Regions from separate parts of the Sus scrofa genome. Here region 2 is linked to region 1. A link is a contact called in public Hi-C data. All regions are on one chromosome and are shown on one strand. The core of a region is the stretch at or near the end of the contact, and the rest is flanking DNA. Distances in the headings are between cores, read along the strand shown. Region 1 overlaps ABLIM1 (actin-binding LIM protein 1). Region 2 holds the start of ABLIM1 (actin-binding LIM protein 1).

Region 1 (3,787 bases), core at 842-3,341:
AAACCATTGAGAAGGCTTTTGAGCAAGGAGTGACAAATTTTAGGAAGATTTGTAGTGCCAGGCAACGTGTGAGTGAGAGAGGTGATGGGACGAGGGTGGAGAATGAGGAAAGAGAGCCCTAAATAAGGGCTTTAGGGAAAACTGTAACTATTCCGGATCCTTTGACTGAATTGTCTAGCAACACTAAGCTGGGGCCAAAAAATTGCCCTTTAAAACAAAAATATTGTAGCCCACAGCTCATGCAGCTTGATAATATGTAATTCAGCCACGGTAATGTTTTACCCCAAGCGAAAACATGCTCTTTGAAGATCTAAAATTTAGTCTCTGGAATTAATTTAATCAGCTGTACTAAACAATTTAAAAGGCACCCTTCTTGTAGCATGCTGGGCTGAAACTAATTATTTATACAGTGAACTGGAACCTGTTGAGAAAAACTTGGAGAGGTCACAAGTACCCAAAGAACACAAGTGATGCATGGGAAAACTGATTTGCAATATCCAAATTCAGTTTCCTTTTAATTCGATAAAGGACTTGTTTGTTCCCAATAACTAACAGATCAGGTATTTCTGCCCAATACCACCTGTATCAGAAGCAAAGGCGCTGCTGCTGTCATACTTCAGCAAGATGTGTTTGGTATCTAATTCTTCCTTTGTATTTTCATCACTAACTCCCAATTTCAGGGCCTTGAGACTTTAATAGGTGGATTCAGTAACCCTAACTGGTCTTCCTGTCCAATCTCCTGTCAGCGAATTTAATGCACCCTGTACCTGGCTCTGCAATCAAATCTTCCAAAAATACCACCGAGATTGTGTCACTCCTTTGCTCAAAAACCTTCCAAATGATTTTTTGTTTACACACAAAGTCCAAACTGCATAAGCTTATATTCATGGTTCTGTGCCATGTATTCCTCACCCACTTTTCCAGCCTTATCTATAATATCTCATTCTCCCAAAGTCACCATGCTAGTCAAACTGGTCTTTGGTTTCTCCTAAACACTCCCTCTAATCTCCCCAACTCTCATACTTTGCTCCCCTTATCCTCCTTCTCTGGGAGGCCCTCCTCACACGCCTCTTTTCCAAATCCATCCAATCCATGGAGATTCAGCTCAACTCCCTGCAGGAAGAAGCCTTCCCAGACCATTGGGCACGTAATAGGGTGATGTGCTTTCTTGTCCATGACTTGACTTCTCGTGGCATCAAAGTCTCAATAGATTATTTTACATGGATTATTGAGTTTGCAAAAGGGTGAAATCTTCTCTTTACAACAAATGGGTAAGATTCCCAAAGGTAAGCTCTCTTTAGTATGACTTTCATCACGTAAAGAAAGAAAAATCTCTAATACTTAGGTAAGTATACTCAAGAGGTTAAGAAAGTTCTTCCCTGGAATAGTTTTTAAGTGAGGACATACTACTGACACTGGTTCCAGAAGAGATTTAAAGCAGCTCACAAGACTGCAGAAACTCAGCAAGTTAGCAAGTACAGCTTATGGAATCTTTCCCCCTACCATGAACATAATGCAGCTATAGGTACTGCAAAGGTTTACAGAGATAAGACGGATCCTTGAGTATCTGCCCTCAAGAAGTTCCAAGTCTAAGACGCTCTCTCAAGCCCTCCAGTTCCAGTTTCAGTTCCTGTAATATGTTTCAGGTACAAGGAATGGCATGAAGAGAAGAGGCAGACTCCTACTTGGAGTAATGCTGAAGTGTCTCAGTCTGAAGAGCAATGATTTCCCCAGGATCTGAGATTACTTATGTTCTTATCTGTAGCACCAATATAGCACTGCTCTTAATTTCTCTTGGACACAGATAAACAAAAAATTTTCCACTTTCATTTCCAGGGATGTGGGAGCCAATTGGAACCCCATTTATTTTTTTCATTTATATTTTTATTACTTTAATAAATAAAGATAATTGTCCTAAAATGGAAAATGTTTTAGTAAGACTTGCTGTTGTGGTCAAGTCAAAATTGTATTTGCAAAGTGGGAACAGGCGTCCAGGAGTCAAATATTACAACACAGCATGTGTGCCTCTGTCACTAAGGAGACTGAGTGTAGGAAGATGGATGAGTAATCATAAATCTCTATGTTACTGGAAAAATCTCTAACCACCCATCCTTTGCCAACGGAAAGCCAGTAGGTCTCCCTGCCTTGCCATTTGTGGAACAGGATGACCTCAACACTTGCCAGCAAAGGAATGTTTTTAGATAAGGTACCTACAAAGAGAGCTTAGAGTGTCTGCCAAAGAGATTTTGACAAGTGGTGGTGTTTTTCTAGAACCACTTCCATAATCCTAAAGTGCCCCTCAGAAACCAGAAAAGCCTAGGAACCAGAAAGCACTGGTCTTGAAGTCTACCGTTATACCATCTGGAATCTGTGAAGAGTAGCCTGGCCCTGGGATATGAAATAAAACACAGATACTGCTTGTGTTAAGCCAACGACCTCATAAATAAGAAAGTAATAAATGGGCTGAAGTGATTTAATCCTTATTGCCATTTGGGGTTTGATTATCAAGCCAAGCCAAACCGAGTCAAAAAATTAGATGGGTGTGTTGGCGGACCAGCTGTATATTAAAAAACAACCACCGCAATGTACATTTCAGCCCCTGCTGAGAAAGCAGTAACACTGACAATTATATATTGTAATAACTTCGCATGGCGACAGACGATAACTAGACTTACTGTGGTCACCATTTTGTAATGTATAAAAATATTGACTCACTATGTTGCACACCTGTAACTAGTATGATATTGTAAAACAATGATGCATCCATAAAAAACTGACAATTATACCTATTCCTTAACAATTTTTTAAAATAATAAAGGTGATATTTGTGCTGGGAAAAATATAAACGGTACGTCCAGTGACAGCTATCTAAATGTGAATCCGGGAACAGCATTGAAATTAGCAGTACACATGATAAGGTCGTCTATAAAAACATAAAATGCTCTTAAATCTAATGACCAATATGTAGATAGAAATATTACTTTACCACTTTGTGCTTTTAAAAAGTCAGCTGAATGCAATAATGCTTAAAATATATTTGAAATACCTTCAAGCTATATGTTGGCGAAAATTCTGATGACACTAGAAAAACAAGGTGCATTGGCATGTCCCAGATTCAACTGTAGGACTGTGGCAGGCAGCATCAGCAAAAAATAAAACAGGGGCTGAGATGGACAGTCCCTGCCCAGTTTGGGAGAACCACTTTTTCAGATCTTCTGACCTGTTGAATTCTAGGTTCTATCCTCCCTTGATCTTTGAAACTTGCATCATCCTTGGTGCTTCCTGATGTCCTGGTTTCCAAGCAACTGTAGTTATAAATTTCAAATCCCTCTTAACCTGAATCTTGCTGTCTCCTGGCCCCAAAGCCTGACCCTGCAAATGGGCCTGTTCATATCCTGCTGTATCCTCATCCTAATTGAAGGAAGATTCTAACCTTTCACTACAACAGGTACAAATATCACTAACGTTTTTTTCAATAATTTTTACCTCACACTTCAACATGATGTACTAAAACCACTAAAGACAGAGTTCAAAGTCACCCAGGAAAGAAATCTCTGAACTTACTGCTACATGACAGAGACAGCTCAAACCCATCTGAATGATTACGGTCTTCAGAGAGAGTGTCCCAAAATTAAATGATTTCCTGCTTGCATAGCCACCCAATCATTACGTTGCATTTTTAAAGTCAATGCGCTTCTCGAAATCTCACACTTCCTCACAGAACATCAGTTCAGCCTCAGAACCATTAAAAAAGTCACAGAGTTCCCATCGTGGCTCAGCAGTTAAC
Region 2 (3,787 bases), core at 627-3,126, 48 kb after region 1:
CCAAGTCCCAATTCAGTGCTCTAGCCTCTGAATCAATGGGGCCATCTTCATTTTGTATCCTTAGATAAACCACAGGGACCTTGTAATAGAAGGGGCCAGAGGCAAGGTGAAACTGGGGGGTTATGTAATGAACTTGTTGCCTCCTAGGACAGACCAAGGTTCCCAGGAGCTACTTGGCTCCTACAAAGTGCAAGGATCTGTGTACTAAGAGGTTTGGGTGGCACAAAGCCACATCAGAAGTGGACTCTGACCACAGAGAGTTTTACAACCTATGAGAACTGGTCCCCACGTGTTCTTTGTACTTAGGACAGAGGTCAGGACCAAAAGCCTGTCTTAGAACACAGTTCAGAGATTATGCAGTTGAGATCACATGGAAGATCCCATACAAACATCCAGTTCCCTGTAATCATATCTGTTCCACCCTCTTTTTTCTTTTCTCTAATACATAGAAATCATTAGGCTTCATCAGGCAGGTAGTGTCTCAGGGCCCCATATCACCCCAGGTGAGATCTATGATGTAAATTTCCCTCACTGCGACTCCCCGGCATCACCCCATTTCCAGGCACAGAACCAACCAACCACATTGCCAGACCATCAAAGACCAGTTTTTTAAAAAAAGAGTTTAAACAATCGATAGAATTTACTTTATTCCTTACATGCCCCAGAATGAACCCTGAAAGGCAACACTTAATTATCCGATACCTATGAAATTCTTACACTCCTCTCAGAAAGCAAGGTTAACCCTTTGGGGTGAAAAAAAATTACTCCTCAACTCCTCTTAAAGCTTCAGGGTATCAAAAGGGGTGATACTTATTGCTTTGCAAATGTACTTTCTAAAAATAATCAATATTTTCCTTAAAGGCTTATGGCAGAGAAACCAAGTCACTTTGCCTTAATTGCTGGCAAGCTGCACAATGACTTGATCTCTTTAATATTTCACTCATAGTAGCAGCCACTGAGCTATGACTAACCCACTCTCCCAGCATCACCGCTGGCTCCAGATGGCAAGAAATACATTCCCTTCCCTATTGCCTAAAAAGCAATTCTGATTTTTTTTTTTTTCTTTTGCCCAGTTTCACCTGCAGTAATCTGTTGACTCCAGAAAGAAAACGCCTTGAGGTGAAAGGGAGATCAATGCGAAAGAGTACAGGTAGAATTTACTTTTTGTTAATGGAGTGTAAGCTACTGCAGCTTTAAATCTTACTGCATCAAGCCCTGGATACCTTCCATAACCAAGCTGCAAAATGCTAACAAGAAAGGAGGAAAAAAATACCTCTTCCTCCCTCCCGGTCAACCCTTCAGGCCGCTCTCCGGCCGGCCTGGCAGCGGCGAGCCCATCCCCCCGCGCCCTCCCAGCCCAGACGTGCGACTGGTACAGGTAAGCCGGACACCGACCTTGGCCCTCAGCCTTCGCCCACATCCGGGGATCAAGGTCAAGGGCGAGGGCTTCCTTCCACCACCACCCCCTCACCACCCCCACCCACCCGGCCGCCCAGAGCCCGGGGATCTAATGCCAAAGTTTCAGGCCGGGCTGCGGCCGGCGCGGCTCTCGCAGCCCCTCGCCCTCGCGCACCTGCCCGGCCCGCCCTGGTCTGAGTCCGCCCCGCCGGACCGGGCGCGGGGTCCGTGGACGGTGCCCACCTGGCCCCCACTTACCCCTCGCGGACATGGTTCAGGCAGCAGGAGCCGCAGCAGGGAGGGCGCCGGAGACACTTGCCAGGGCGTGGGGAGGAAAATAGCCCCGAGCCGCACCCGGTGCACCCGCGCCCGCCCGCGCGGGGAGGCGGCTGGCCGCGCGGGGACGCCTCCCGCAGGACACCTGGCGCCGCTGGGCGCAGCGCGGCCGGCGGGCGGGGACGCGGCGGGCACGGGGATCCGCCGGGCGCGGCAACGCTGACAGCCCGAGGCCCGCGCTGGGCGGGGCCCGCCTCCCGCCTCCCCCGCCCGGCCCGCAGCCAGGCCCACCGGGTCCAGCGGCCGCGGGGGCGCGCCGCCTGCCCGAGCTTTTGTCCCCAAGCGAGCGGAGGTGCGGCGTGCGATGAGGCCTGCGTCTTCCCTTCCCCGACCTGGGTCCTCGTTAAAAAAATAATAATAGTAGTAATAATACCAGTGTTGCCGTTCTGGGTGGCCTTCCGGCCTCCCGCTTTGATCTCAGAGGGAGAGAGTAAGAAAGAAACTGTTCTGTCCCCTCCCCTAGTGATGCTCAGGTCAGGCGGGGAGACCACGGTTGCCTGGGGGGCTTGGCCCTCAGTGGGAGGAGGGCTTTGGGTGGTCCGCACGCAGGTCAAAGTAAAAGTAGGGACCAGTGGCACCCCTCGAAGTCGGCCCGGGTGGGATGGGCGGACTCTTCCTCCCGGGACCTTTGAGGTATCCCTGGAGAACAGGGCTGACCTAGTGCAGTATCCTGAGGCAACTGACACTCAAGAAATGTCTAAACACATCGTATCCTCTGAAGGGTCAGGGAGGGGCGGGGCTGAGCTAAGCTTGGAGAATACAACGGACACTCTAAACAAATCCACCTTTCCTATGTATCAGAGTAAAAAGAAAAAATACAAGAACAGTCTCCTTCTGCCCTGGAGGGTTATCACCTAGAGCTTCATGCTAGTAAGCAACCTTCCAACAGCCACCAGATCAAGAAGTTCTGAACTGAAGAGGTGGGGTTCTAAGCTTTGAGGAACAGTGCAGTAACTTATTAAACCTCTAAGACTGATCCCTGAATTGCAGTTTCAGGAATTCACACTCCCTTCCCTGTAGCTATTTCTCTATACACCCTCACAACAGATATTCTAGTTGTTTTCTATGTAAGCAGTTCCCAAATCTATCCTGATACGATGAGAGCTGTGTAAGTCTGATAATTCAGAAATATTCAAAGAATAGGTGAAAAAAATCTCTAAAAAATGATTGGTGGATAATTGACATCATTGGGGAAAAAAAGCTCAATCAAATAATCATGTGGGGAAGGAAATATTAGAAAAAAAGCCAAATAATGAGAGTAGAAATTCTCAAACTACCAACTACAAAAATTAACTCATTATTTATCCATCTTGACAACATCCCCTTCATATCTTCTAGGAGAAAAACCTGCCAACAAATCACAATCCATTTGCTTCAGTTTCAAAACAGCTCTTCTTTCCCACTATCTCAGCTCACTGTTGACCTTTCTCACCCAAAGGATGATTACAGGAAAGCCACTGCTCTCCCTACATCCTCCCTTCACTCCCTCCAGTTTATTTTGTCTATTGTCTATTGCCTATTTTCCTAAAACACTATTTATAATGTGACATCTTCAAACTCCAAATGAGTCTCGCCAATCTCCAGATAAAGCTCAACATTTCAAAGTGTCTTTATCCATACAGTTAATCCATTCAATGGCATTTTATTGAGCACATACTATATACCAGTCTCTATGGTTGGTACCAGAGTGAACTGAAAAGACATTGTCCATGTCTCTATGGAGCTAAGGTCCACGAAAATTTTGGGGACTTTCACAATCTATGCTCTTACCTCTCCAGCATCATCTCTAGCTACTCCTTTGAGAAAATGTTGTAGACAGGATACTTTTCCCTCTGTTGTTAAATATATCACAATATCTATTCTCCCTCATTCTCATTGTTCATTCCCATTGCTCTTCCCAAATGCCCTCCCCCTCACCCAAATAAATGTATATACTGCCTCCTCCTGAAATATTCTCAAACTATCCACATTGATCTCTCTTTCTCTCAACTTCTATAGCTTGTATTTCGGAACCACCTGTTTTTAATGAATACACTGCTCTGTGTTGCCATTT

What was found. A called contact is a pair of places that touch in the nucleus more often than the background predicts.
Region 2: a contact with region 1 is called in a Hi-C map of liver, with 3 times the contacts expected there. The contact joins the promoter of ABLIM1 here to the enhancer-like site in region 1. A contact is called at or near these places in 1 of 5 promoter capture datasets (liver), 7 of 47 Hi-C or Micro-C datasets (fetal heart ventricle, heart right ventricle, liver and 1 more) and 1 of 2 datasets of contacts at active chromatin or transcription factors (skeletal muscle).

What each region holds. Positions count from the first base shown.
Region 1 is chr14:125,058,595-125,062,381 of Sscrofa11.1, forward strand. All of the region lies in intron 1 of ABLIM1 (actin-binding LIM protein 1), which reads right to left. Among named protein-coding and RNA genes, the nearest start is that of ABLIM1, 48 kb to the right of the region's middle. Within about 2 kb of position 2,092, at least 9 of the 83 cell types and tissues checked have an H3K27ac peak or open chromatin away from gene starts, as enhancers often do. A contact at or near this core is called in liver, where this site is marked.
Region 2 is chr14:125,106,844-125,110,630 of Sscrofa11.1, forward strand. ABLIM1 (actin-binding LIM protein 1) reads right to left here and starts at 1,877. Exons shown (of 22, transcript XM_021073372.1): 1 at 1,657-1,877. The coding sequence starts at 1,669. LOC110256765 (a long non-coding RNA gene) reads left to right here. Exons shown (of 3, transcript XR_002338710.1): 1 at 1-1,378.